Regions from separate parts of the Mus musculus genome. Here regions 1 and 2 are each linked to region 3. The links are chromatin contacts, called in public HiChIP or PLAC-seq maps. All regions are on one chromosome and are shown on one strand. Each heading gives the region's core, a stretch centred on a gene start, on an enhancer-like site or on the middle of the called end of the contact. The rest is flanking DNA. Distances are from core to core; before and after follow the strand shown.

Region 1 (3,697 bases), core at 1,046-3,545, 70 kb after region 3:
ATCAATATCACATTTTCTTTATTGTTGTAGTTTTATAACAAGTCAGATTCAGGTTGTATTATTTCTTCAGCTTACTCTTCTTTAGTGTAAAATTCTCTTACTCCGTGTGTGTGTGTGTGTGTGTGTGTGTGTGTGTGTGTGCATATTGTGTGTAGTTATACATGTACATATGTGTGTATGGAGGCCAGAGGTTGATGCTGGATTTTGTTAATTGGTTTTGAGTCAAAATGTCACTATATAGCCCTGGCTAGCCTAGAACTCACAGAGATCCATCTGACTCTTCCTCCCAAGTGCTGGAATTAAAGACCTGTGCCACCTAACTCAGCTCTAGACTACAGAGACACTCACTCATTCACCCATCCATCCAGTTATTCATTTCTTCAGAAACATTTACTAAGTATTTATCATACCACTAGGTACAAGGATACAACACTAAAGAAAGTTCCTATCTTCAATGAGTTTATAATCTATAAGGTAGCAGAGAAGCTAGCCTGATTACACTCCCCAAAAGTTCAGGAAATGTGGGCAGGAAGGGAGTTCTTAGTAGAGAAGAACTTCAATAAGTCTTACAAGAGATTCCATAAGATACAATGTTTAAGCTACTCAACCACTCAGCTTTCTTGTCAGAAAGAAAAGCACAGGCTTACAGGATTGCTATCATGCTTAAAGAAACACATGCATGCGTGTAAAACTTGGGAGGTGGGGGAACAGGTCAGCAGTAGAGCAGGATAGCAGGAAATGAAGCCCTGGGGGCTAATGCCCAGCAACACCCCTTCCTCTGCAGGTACTCAGAAAGTGGCACTGCAGGCAGGCAGGCAGGCATGTGACTCAGGCAGTGTCACCATGCAGTACACCTAAGCCACTCGGGCTGTAGCCCGCAGCAGCTGCATGTATAGCAACTTCATCCACCTGAGTGACTAGCAAAGCGGGCTTTGAGCTCAGGGAGACCTCAGATAAGACTGAAGTATTTCAATCTCAGGAACTACCACAGGGACACGCCTACAACAGCTAGAGTAATTCAAACAAACAAACAAACAAACACAAAGCAATAGATTAAAAACAGTTCTCATCGGGGCTGGTGAGATGGCTCAGTGGGTAAGGGCACCCGACTGCTCTTCCGAAGGTCCGAAGTTCAAATCCCAGCAACCACATGGTGGCTCACAACCACCTGTAATGAGATCTGGTGCCCTCTTCCGGTGTATCTGAAGACAACTACAGTGTACTTACATATAATAAATAAATAAATCTTTAAAAAAAAAAAAACAGTTCTCATCAAGAATTGGCTAAGTCTTTCCCCCCCATTTTTTAAAATTCCTAAACAAATAAAGAATAGATCTGCAAAACAGTGGGGTAGAGGCCTGGACTTAACAAAACTTTATGGGGATTCTTGAACACTATGTGCTTTAAACATCTCAATTCCAGGACATCCTACTCCAGTTTAAACACAGGAAGAAATGGTCTGCTTAGAAACAGACTCTGTGAAGACAAAGCCAGAAGCTGTCCCAGCTCCTAAGATGTTTTCTTTTTCAAATCTCAGCAATTTGGGGCTGAAGCGGGGAGGGCTGGAGGAGGTCCGTGATGCATATTCATTAACTTGCTGATAGCAACTGAGTGATCCTTTAAAGAAGAGAAAGTGTTCCTCTAGAGGATGGCCAGCTAGTAAAACAGACAGGATGCGAGGGAGACTCTGAGCTCAGCCTTGCCAGCTCACAGTGCAGCCCCAGCACACAGCCAGTGCTCATGGCCTGGAGACTGACCGGTGCCAGCTGTCTATCTGACTTACTATTCTGAGCCATGTCACCACATCTACAGCACATGCAGAAGTGAGAGGTGCTGAGGGGGACTTGAACTTTTATTCATAACTATATTCGTAAAGTGTCTGTGATTTAAGAAGCACCTTTGCAGGCAGCTTGCTGGATTAGTCTGATGTGTGAGGCGAGGCTTTGAGGTCCTGTGGTCCACACTGGTCTTAGTGAAGCTCTTTGTGGCAACAGAAAAAGAGCTGTTTCACTCTGATGGAGACTAGGAAGGGGTTGGTATCAAAGGGGAAAGAGGTTAGACACAGCACCTCTTCTAGGTTGGCTGGAATATTTACCTCCGCTTCCTTCACTTTCTGCACAGACTAACAGACGAACAAGTAAACCATGACTGGAAAATCCACACAGACTCTGAGATTAAGAGTCTCAGCAATGTATCCTCTTTAAAGTGCCTTTAGTTCCCCGCTGTCGGGACTCAGGGAGCTCAAAGGATCTAGTGCAGTCCTGCTCAAAGGGCGGGGCTTGCCTCAGACCTGGGTCTCTGCTCTGGCTCTATCCCTGGCCTTTTTCCTGTCTTTCACACAGATCTTACACGGTACTCCTGCAGCTATTTTAGTGTCCAAAGGGAAGTGCGCCCACGCATGTGCCAACTTTAAATGACTTCTCTACGATTTCCTTCCTAGTCAGGTGTGCTTTATAATAACAAACAGTAACAAAGGCTTTTTTTTTTTTAATGACTTAAGATATTCAGTGGCTTTTGTCTTGCAAGCGTCAGCAGTAACGTCAGAGGATTGTATCCAAGGAGCTAAATGTGCAGGACCCAGGGTCAGAGCAGCTGAATACACCAACCTCAGAAAACACAGACAATGAATTGCAAATGACACTCACAACAAAACGAGGAAAAAAACCTTCACACAGAAGACTACAAAAGAACTCTACAGACACTGAATTGGCTTTCTGTGCACACTGATCCTGCTTAACTGTGTGTGGTAGCTAACCCAACTGGCTTCAGACGTGTGGGGCCATAAAATAAAGGTTGGGTTTTTATTTTTTGGGGTGGGAAGGGTTGTGATAAAAATATTTTTTCTTCTTTTAACTCTATCGTTTATTTTTAAAGCAGTTTCACACGCTGAGGATGGCCAGTGCTTCTGTTTGCATTTTCAAACAAAATGAGTGGCATTAGTCATACAGTGATTGGCCTTGTTAATTCTGCCGAAGGCTGCACACAAAAGGTGCATTGTTTCAGTGGGGATTCACATCATCAAACAAAATGGTTTGGTAAACCCAAAAGAAGTGATAGCCCTTTCATGGCACATAGGGTGCAGTACTGTATATTTCAACTTGTTAGCAAGTCAGGAGCACAGGCAGGACCCCGGCCCACACTGCCGAGGATGAATAGCAAGCCAAACTGATGAGCCACTGCTCAGCTTTCCTACTGGGAATTACTCCCAACTGTCCAGGCCTTACACCACTCAGGTAAACGGTGGCAGGATAAAATGTTTTCTGTCTCTCCATAGCCAGCCAAAGGGCACATGAAGCTCAGGAAGAAATATCTGTACTTCCTGCCTGTAGCGAGGTAGCAGGATTTCTTAATGGCCAGCTGCAGTGGGAAGAGGGACAGAGGCTGAACGTGGCAATGCAGACCCTTCCCCTCTACTGTTGGTTCACAATGCTTGAAAGTGCAGCTCCTGTAGCCCTTGAGATTAGAAATGACACTCTTATTGGGAATGACGATTCATTAAGTTCACTAGGATCTGAACAACATTTTCAACAAGTCTGTAAGTCAAACTTGTCTATGGGGTGGATCTTTGACTCGGCTTCATGCATTGCACCTGCCTCCATGTAGCACATATTCTCTACCACATCGCTACATCTTCTTACCACAGAGATACACCAAGCATCAAGAGTCCCGTGAGATGCTAGCTCCTGTTTCCTCTTTG
Region 2 (4,079 bases), core at 561-3,060, 120 kb before region 3:
GGTACTGATCATAAGAACCTGTCCAGATGATGAGATGGCTGCTATGGGCCTCTCTGCTCTGGGGCAATTTGTTACGTAGCAGTGATAATCAGAAAACTGTTGTTTCTCAGGCGCCAGCGTGTCCTTGGCTTTCCTTTCCTTCTTGCTTAAGTACATCCTTTTTGATGTGTGTTTGTGGGTGCCAAGTTCTCCTGGTCTTTAAATAACGGAATGCGCCTTTATCTCACCCTCACTCTTACTAAGTTGGTGATACTTGTCCTCAGCACTTATAAGATGCCGCTCCACTGTTTTCGGCATCTGTTAGGATTTGCAGCAGTCTAGTGAGTATTCTTTTCTCTCATCGATTTAAATTTTAAAATAATCTTCATTCAAAAATTGAAAACCATGATTGTGGATAAAATGATGTTATCTGGCTTTTTGGTGCCATCCTTGTGAGTCTGGGTGGCAGTGGTTAGAATGAGTGTGGGCTTTATGGTGAGGCAGATGGGTCTGGGTTTGAACCAGCTCTGTCATGCTGCAGCTCTGCCATGCTGCCTCCTTGAGCTTGGGTGAAGAGATCCAACAAGCTCCCTTCCCACCCACGGGGAGGGAACCTCTGTCCGACTGCCTTGAAGAGTTAAAGTTATAGATTTGCTGAATGTTTGTTAAAATAACTATTGTTGGCTACTGTTTGCCTTATTATAGACCTAATTCTAGGGAAGTCCTTATTAAATTCTACCCCAGCTTCCTAGCCTGACATACTGGAGGCAGTAATAGGAAAAAGATGCTAATATAATGTCTAAAATCTATTAGGCTCTCCATAAATATGATTTAGTAGTTCCCACCGGTATTGAGCTGGGAAAGGCAGGTGATTTATTGGGAAGAGCACACACCTGAGCTGAGAAGGATGCCCTCTCCCTGGGAAAACTGAATCTCTTGCAAGTCCTCCTTCTCTCTGGGCCTAGACCAGGGACAGAAATTCACGTTCTCAGGGCTTGAAGAGGGCCCGAGCAACAGTGGCAACCTAGGGTCCTAAAGTTTAGCAGGCTCTGGATGATGGGAAGCCAGAATTCCTGAGTGTAGAGAAGCAGTTTGGAAGATCCTATCACGGTGACCAGGTCCAGGTCCAGGTCCTGTGTCCAGGAGCAGTGACCAGGTCTAAGTCCCTGACAGATCACACGGGGCCTCCCAGCCTTGGCCCAGGAGGGTGGCCTTTGATGCTGGACAATAAAACAAGCCTGCAAAAAAGTGACACATGGAAGGATGCCCAGCTCTGCCCTGACGGCTGTCTTGTTTAGTTTTGCTCTAGAGCAGAAACTACTGTTACTTTTCAGATGTTCACAATGGTGAAATAAATAGGCATTTGGTGAAAGAGAGACTCAGGTGTACCCTGAACGGAAATCAGATCAGTTGACTATGGAGGAGTAGTTTTTGAGACAGAAGCCTTCATTTGGTAAACAGCACCAGGACCAAAGTTTGTCACCAGTTATCTTTGAGAACTTCTTCCGGAGTCACTCTTTACAGCAGAAAATTCTGGCTACTCTGGATCAAAAGACAGACCCAGAGAAAAGGCATTGGGAGGACAGCAGTGAGAAGCCACCAAGGAGAAGAAAGTATCTTCCAAACGGGTTGCTCTGAGGAGGTAGAGTCTACCAGGGTCCTTTGAGGTATTTACCAAGATCACCGTGGCGGCCAGCCTGCCAAGCTGGCACTTGTAACGAATGGCACACCATTCCTCATGCTGAGGACCGCGCAGGAGTTATAAGATACATAGAGCCGGCCCCTGCAGCTGGGGAGGGGGCCAGGGAACAGAGGGCTCTTTTTCCTAATTAGCTGTTTTCATACAGCGAACGCATGACCCAAACACAGCCACCAACTGGGGCTTTGACACATACAGGCAGAAAGGGGGAGCTGGGCTTTTGTCTGCCGCACATTCTTTCAACTTGCCTGTCGCCCCAAGCTGCAAAACTCAACAATGAGTCAGATGAGCTGGACCATTTCAGAATCTGCTGAATGGACTTAGAGGCAGGCATTGTTTCAACCCACTCAAGGCCGAGGAAAATACCGTAAGAGTGAAATCAGGTTAACGTCTCTCTCTTCCCCGTGTGTCTGTGTGTGTGTGTGTGTGTGTGTGTGTGTGTGTGTGTGTGTGTGTAACTGAATACACCTTTCTGTGCCCTTACCCTTTCTAGGTTGGCGATATTTGTCCTCTCACTTATAAGATACTGCTCACTGCTCCTGGCATCTGTTAGTATTTGCAACAGTAATGATTATTCTTTTCTCTCATCACTTTCAATTAAAAAAAAATCTTAATTCAAAATATAAAAGCCTCATTGTTGAGTAGATAAAATAAAGTTGTCTGAGTCTGTCTGGGTGACTGTGATCAAAATTTTATACATATTCATATGTATATGTATATCCATATACATGTATATGCATATTTGCCATTTACTTGAGTTTCCAGCATATCTCAAAACAGTGTGACTAGAAAGGAAATAAGCCCACCTAACCCATTTTTAAAGAGTCATACATTTCAGGAAGAAATTCAAGGTATTGATAAACCACAATTGTTTTGTCCAGGCTTCCATTTTCACATTGATTATTAACTCAGCCAAAGCAGCTGACCTGCAAATTCAAGCAACACCAACAGAAACCCCTGCCTTTCCTGTGTGATGGAGGTGGTTAGTGGTATGCATATTCCATGCACCAGCACAAGCAAGAGTAAGGGAGAAGGGAGGAGGGGAGCGTGCTGCTCGCTCTGTGCATGTACATGCATGTACATGCATGTGCTTGTGTGGAAAACGGCCTAATCTTTGCTTTTGAAGCAATGAAAGAAAGATGTCAAGATACCACTCAGCCATATGCCTAAGCAAAAACAGTCACACACGAGAAGGCAATTACACACAAATGATCTTTCCAGAGCTATGAGTAACATGTGCTAACACTAACCACCATGGGCTGCAAGCCATCAAAATGCCACATCTGATGGCACTGCCCAGGGAGCAGTGACCAGAGCACTTCCATACTCTGCTCAAAGAGAGTTTCTATCTGTAGCCAAAGCATGGGGAGGCTCAGAGAACCCCAGGGTAGACGAGGAAGAGATTGGCCAAGAGAAGGCCTCTCTGAGCGGGACCAACGGCCTTTCCTAAAGAATGTGCCTGCCTTCGGCCTCAGTGGCACCTCAGTGGCGCCTCGCTGTATGACACGCCTTGGGAATGGTGCCAGGTTCATAAAAAGGTAGAAGGAAAAGTGTCAGATCAAAACCCCAGAAGATGCTGAGGGTTGATTGGCTTAATCTGAAGTTGTAAAAAGTGGGATCATGTTTACACTTGCAGAAAGTCAGCCTAGGAGCAATCACCCAGAAACGTTCCCAACGCCCCTGGTAGAGACACCAGGAAAACAGAGGCCAGTGGTTTAGACTCTTGAATATCCAGGTGATGTCTTTCTATGGACAATGTGGATGACCAGACACACTGCTTCTCTACTGAAAAGCAGGCAACTGTGCCCTAAAGGTAGCATAATATCCTAACTGAGCTGGGGACCAGGTTTCTACCTTCAGAGCCAGGACCTGGAGATGGATCCCAAGCACCATCCCAGTGGAGGGTAGTAAGCAAGGACAGGAAAAGAAGGGAAGCAAGCACAAAAGCCCTCTTCTAGAGAGTGGGCCAGAGTGCATTGCTGAAGAAATATTAATCAAACATCACAAGTCAATCTTAAATGAGAAGCAGAACAGAACCCTGGTGTGTCAGTCCCACTGTTTGCAAAGGCTTAACCTCCCAGACCTGTCTGTACCCATCTTAGATCAACCACAGCTGGTGGAGTTCTGCAGGACACCTCCATGGAATGGCAGACACTGGGGTCACCTGATGAAGCGTGCTTGGCCACTGCCCCCATACTTCCTTAAATGCTGGCAGGTCTCTCTGTCAGCAAACCTCACCTTCACAGGGGCTGCTTCGCTACTCCACCTTTAGCATTCCTTCAGTGCTCTCTTGCTGTCAGAAAAGTCTAACAGTGTTGTGTCCCACCCCCTACAGATGCCTTCCTGATGTCCCTGTGGCCTCAGGGACAACAGCAAGTGAGGTTGTGGATGACTCCACAGA
Region 3 (4,013 bases), core at 1,490-3,989:
ATCACTGATTTCGCGTTTCTACTGGAGCGCAACCTTACGCCAAGGGAATAGAATCGAAATGCCCAGAGGAGCGCTGGGCTCTGCAGGCTCTGGGAGGGGGGAATGAACCTTTTACATAACAAGAGAAACCCAGAAGAAAGACTAATTGGATTAATTCTCTGGAAGGGGGGCTCCTGGATCGGACCTAGGCACTTTGCTTGTCCGGAGTTTTGCATGTGAAATGTCACCTGGTGCGCCTGGAGTGACTTCTCAATTGATGCCATTAACCAAAACTCTTGATTTTGAGGTCAGGAGTGTGATCTAGGAGAGATATATATCTATCCTAGAGACGAGAGAGGAGAGGATAGGTATATTATCTATCCTAGAGATCCTAGTATGAGAGAGGAGCGCTGGAGTTTCATAACCCATTTGGGGTGTTCGCAGTTGGGATGGAAGTGGTCCGTGCTCACCCAACCACCTGATAAACCTCGAAAGTGTCCACAATTCTAAGACTCCCCTCACCAAACACCCAAAGGACTCTAGTCCTGTGGAGGGATCAAGTAATATCTCATTTAGGACATGCCAGCTTTGGGATATGAGGAAGGCCCCCGACACCGTGTACAGACCCCTTGAAAATACTCGACCGCTAATTCTGTACAAATGGGCTTAATCTGGTTAAATCCATTCACTTTTCGAGCCGTGGCTCTTAGGAGGTTTTCCTTGAGTTAAAAGAATATTGAAGCAAAGGCCCTTCCTTCTCCAGAACCAGGACTGCTAGCGTGTGCAGAAGACAGACCCCAACCGGGCCTAAGCCGGGTGCCGCTCTCCAGAGAAGACCGCTTCTAGCCTCCCCGCAGGTGCTCACCCGCTAACTAAGCTGGACTTTAGAAGCTCGGGCTTCGGCTATGCTCAGGAGCTCACTGACACCCAGGAAAGCGTGAGAGTTTAACTGTACCGGAGACAGAAAAAAAAACGTACCCTGGAATGCCGCAGATACCCCTGGGCCAGCGGTCTCAGCCACCAGGTCTGCAATGTAGGCCAAGAGAGGCCTGGAACTTTCCTCCCAGTACAGAAGAACAAGGTCTGGGAAGATATCTAGATAGCTTAATCTTTTTACAACCTGCCCTAGGGGTGGGTGGAGTGGGGGCAGAGTTGACTGTGGTGTTATTTGCAAGTAAGTTAATGTGTGTCAGGGCACAGCTGAGGCCAGCAGGCACTTGTTGCTCAGCTGCAATGCCCTCACATTCTCTCAGGTTTCAGTCAAGCTGCTGCCTATGCCCAGGCTGTGGTCTTACCACCCCTCAAAATTCCAAAGCTGCGGCCCAGCAGGGATTGGAGTGGCCTGGTGGAGAGACTGAGCCTAACGGAGAGAGTAAAGTTTTTTTGAGAACCACTACATGGAAAGGACATAGAAAAAAATAACAGAATTTGAAGTGCGGCGGGTCCCCAAAGATGCTAGGCGTAGAAGTTGACCAACGGATCGCCTGGAGAAGATGCTGGGCATTTTCGTTGTAAGAGATTCCGTGTGTTCCCTTGTGAACCGTGGCGACCCTAGTGCCTGATGTCCACCACACAGCCCTCAAACTACAGGCCGGTTCACAAAACTCAGTGTCAGGCCTCTTCATATGTTCTGCATTCTGCTCCCCCCACCCCCCTTTTGCAAGGTTACAGCCTCACTGTGGAGAGGCTAGTGAGTCGCGTCTTCGCGGCCGGGAGACTACAGTCCTAGGGGCCCATCTCTCCTAGCCCAAAGCTACTAAAGCCCCAGGACCACCGGGTTCGCCGCCGCCACTCCCTCCCTGCAGCGAGATTCCAGAAGCAAGAGCCTCCAGTGCGCGGTGAGACGCGGTACGCCGTCGCCCTCCTCCGCCTTTGGAGCGTTCGGGGCCCTCACCCCAGATCCTAAGCATACCACTACCCTAGCCAAAGCCAGGGCCGCCGCCGGGTCCGGGCGGGGCGGCTTGCTCGCAAAGCTCTTGCAAGTAGCATAAACACCTCGAGCTCGCCGCGAGCCAGCGAGCATCTTTATGCAACTTTATGTCCAAGTGAAAGCGCGCGCCTCAGAGTGCGCGCACGCGCACACACGCATTTACACTCACACACACTTCCATGCATCCACTTACACACTTAGCGCTGGACCGAAAACTTCTGCACGCTCTCCTCCTCTCCTGGGATCCCACTGTCAGGTTGCCCCGCCTGAACTTTCTGCAACTCTTTCTGAAGTGACCCCCGCCCTGTCCCTTCTCCTTCCTCCCCCCTCCAATGACCCCCCTCCAAGTCCCACCAGGACTAACCTGTGGAATCCATGTCGGGTTCCTCCAGTAACCCACAATGCATGCTCTTCCCATGGACAGCACAGACGCCCCCCAAAAGTCCTGATATTTGGGGATCCCCTGTGCTAGAGATGCCCAGGGAGGAAGGGAGGGAAGAAATAAGGAAGGAAGGGATAGCGAGAGAGAGAGGGGGAGACGGTGGGTGAGAGGGCAAAAGGATAAAAGGGGAAAAGAAAGAACTAGTGGAAAGAAAAGAGGCGAAGAAGCGAGGGAAGGAAGGAAGCTAGAGCTGAAGGAGAGAGCGAGAGAGCGAGCGAGCGAGCGAGGGGACACTCAGTAATCCAGTCGGGCAAAGCCAAACCCGTCAAAATGTTTGCGGATGTTTCATGGGAAAAAACATCATTTTATAGGAGCCCCGATGGGAGCAATGTCATTGATAGGCCAGCGGGCCTGATGAATGGCCGCTCGTCAGATGGGGCCGTGGCGAGGCGCACTGTGAAGCCCATTGTGGGCCTGTTTTGAATAAGAAAAGCCGCCTCCGAAAAGGGGGGCTCAGAGCGACGCAATCCCAGCCCTCCGACTTCCCCCTTCTATTATAGCATTAGCAACGTTTTTCTTATTTAAAGTTCCAGAGGCCTTCTCCAGCCTTAGCCCGGCACTCATTATAGACGAAATCAAAATTGGCTTAGATCTGCCCCCCTCTTCAGTCCTCCCGCGCCCGGGCCCCGCGCGGTGCAGCCATGAAGGGGGGTGCAGAGGTACCCGAGCCCTAGGAGTCTCCTGTGCGTCCACGAGTGGGCCCGACTCCTTTTTTTCTCCCCTCGAGACACGTCCCGTTTTCGCCTTGAGTTAGATTTTGAGTAGGGGCCGGGGAGTAGTGCAGAGGGGGTATGTCTTGAGTTTCTTCCACGCAGATCCGCGGACGTGCGTGGGAGTAGAAGTTGAGGAAGGGGAAAGTGAAGCCTTAGGTTCCCATAACCAGTCTGAGGGACAAGAAGGCCGCTTGGCTGCGAGGGGGTGAGAGGCTGGCTTGCGTCAACCAGAACTTTTGTACCCCTTGTCTCTCGCCCCACGGGTCTCTCCAGGTCGGCGTGCCTCGCTGTCTCGCTCTCCGTTTCTCCCTTGGCAGCCAGTCTCTTTGTCTCTCCCTAGTTCTGCGTTCTCCCTGGGTCTCTGGGACCCTCACCCCCACCCCCACCCCCGCGCCTCTTCCCATAACCCTGTATGTCAGTCTGTCTGCGTCCGGGCCCCTCCCTCTTCCCATGTCCCCCGGCTCCCCCCTCTGCCACCCTCTCGGTCCCCCACAGCCAGCAACGGAGTTGGTGAGAAGCCCCGGCGTCAGAGCTGGGGATGAGGCTTTCCCAGGGACCCCTCCCCGGCGCAGTTGAAAGTGTGGGAGGGGGAGGGGGCCGGGGCCTGTGGACCGCAAGTGGAAAGTGGGGGTGGAGGGGGGGCTCCCGTGGCCCCGGGAAAGTGGCCGCTCGCGGGCCGGCCGCGCTGTGATTAGAATATGAATGGGCTCGGCGGGCGGAAGAGAAAGGCGGATTACCCCGCTGCTTTGACCATGGACAGAGGCAGCGCCAGCGGCGCAGGGGCGGATCGCCCGAGTCCCTCCCGCCGAGCCGGGTGCGCTTCTTGCCCGCGACCCCGGGCCTGCCCACCTCGGGCCTCCGGGTAGCCCCCCGAGCCGCGCCGAGTGGGACAATGGTGGGTGAGGGGCAAGGGACTAGCACGTGCCGAGTTAAGGTCACGAGATGCAGG

What was found. HiChIP or PLAC-seq counts read pairs in DNA pulled down with a chosen protein or histone mark.
Region 1: an H3K4me3 HiChIP or PLAC-seq map of neural progenitor cells shows a contact between it and region 3, with 6 times the contacts expected there. The contact joins the enhancer-like site here to the promoter of Rfx4 in region 3. A contact is called at or near these places in 2 of 39 promoter capture datasets (the C10 cell line and macrophages), 3 of 484 Hi-C or Micro-C datasets (stem cell-derived motor neurons, stem cell-derived neural progenitor cells and stem cell-derived neural stem cells), 12 of 115 datasets of contacts at active chromatin or transcription factors (astrocytes, differentiating embryonic stem cells, embryonic hindbrain and 7 more) and 1 of 9 other capture datasets (adipose tissue).
Region 2: an H3K27ac HiChIP or PLAC-seq map of embryonic brain shows a contact between it and region 3, with 7 times the contacts expected there. The contact joins the enhancer-like site here to the promoter of Rfx4 in region 3. A contact is called at or near these places in 3 of 39 promoter capture datasets (HPC-7-derived erythroid cells and liver), 1 of 484 Hi-C or Micro-C datasets (adipose-derived mesenchymal stem cells), 11 of 115 datasets of contacts at active chromatin or transcription factors (embryonic brain, embryonic forebrain, embryonic hindbrain and 6 more) and 4 of 9 other capture datasets (adipose tissue, embryonic stem cells, liver and 1 more).

What each region holds. Positions count from the first base shown.
Region 1 is chr10:84,685,014-84,688,710 of GRCm38.p6, reverse strand. The region is part of intron 19 of Polr3b (polymerase (RNA) III (DNA directed) polypeptide B); the gene reads right to left. Among named protein-coding and RNA genes, the nearest start is that of Gm17249, 64 kb to the right of the region's middle. Within about 2 kb of position 2,295, at least 69 of the 459 cell types and tissues checked have an H3K27ac peak or open chromatin away from gene starts, as enhancers often do. A contact at or near this core is called in adipose tissue, astrocytes, differentiating embryonic stem cells and 6 more, where this site is marked.
Region 2 is chr10:84,869,257-84,873,335 of GRCm38.p6, reverse strand. The region is part of intron 13 of Rfx4 (regulatory factor X, 4 (influences HLA class II expression)); the gene reads right to left. Among named protein-coding and RNA genes, the nearest start is that of Gm40728, 8.0 kb to the right of the region's middle. Within about 2 kb of position 1,810, at least 11 of the 459 cell types and tissues checked have an H3K27ac peak or open chromatin away from gene starts, as enhancers often do. A contact at or near this core is called in embryonic brain, where this site is marked.
Region 3 is chr10:84,754,774-84,758,786 of GRCm38.p6, reverse strand. It overlaps Rfx4 (regulatory factor X, 4 (influences HLA class II expression)), which reads right to left and starts at 2,739. Exons shown (of 18, transcript NM_001024918.1): 1 at 2,274-2,739. The coding sequence starts at 2,316.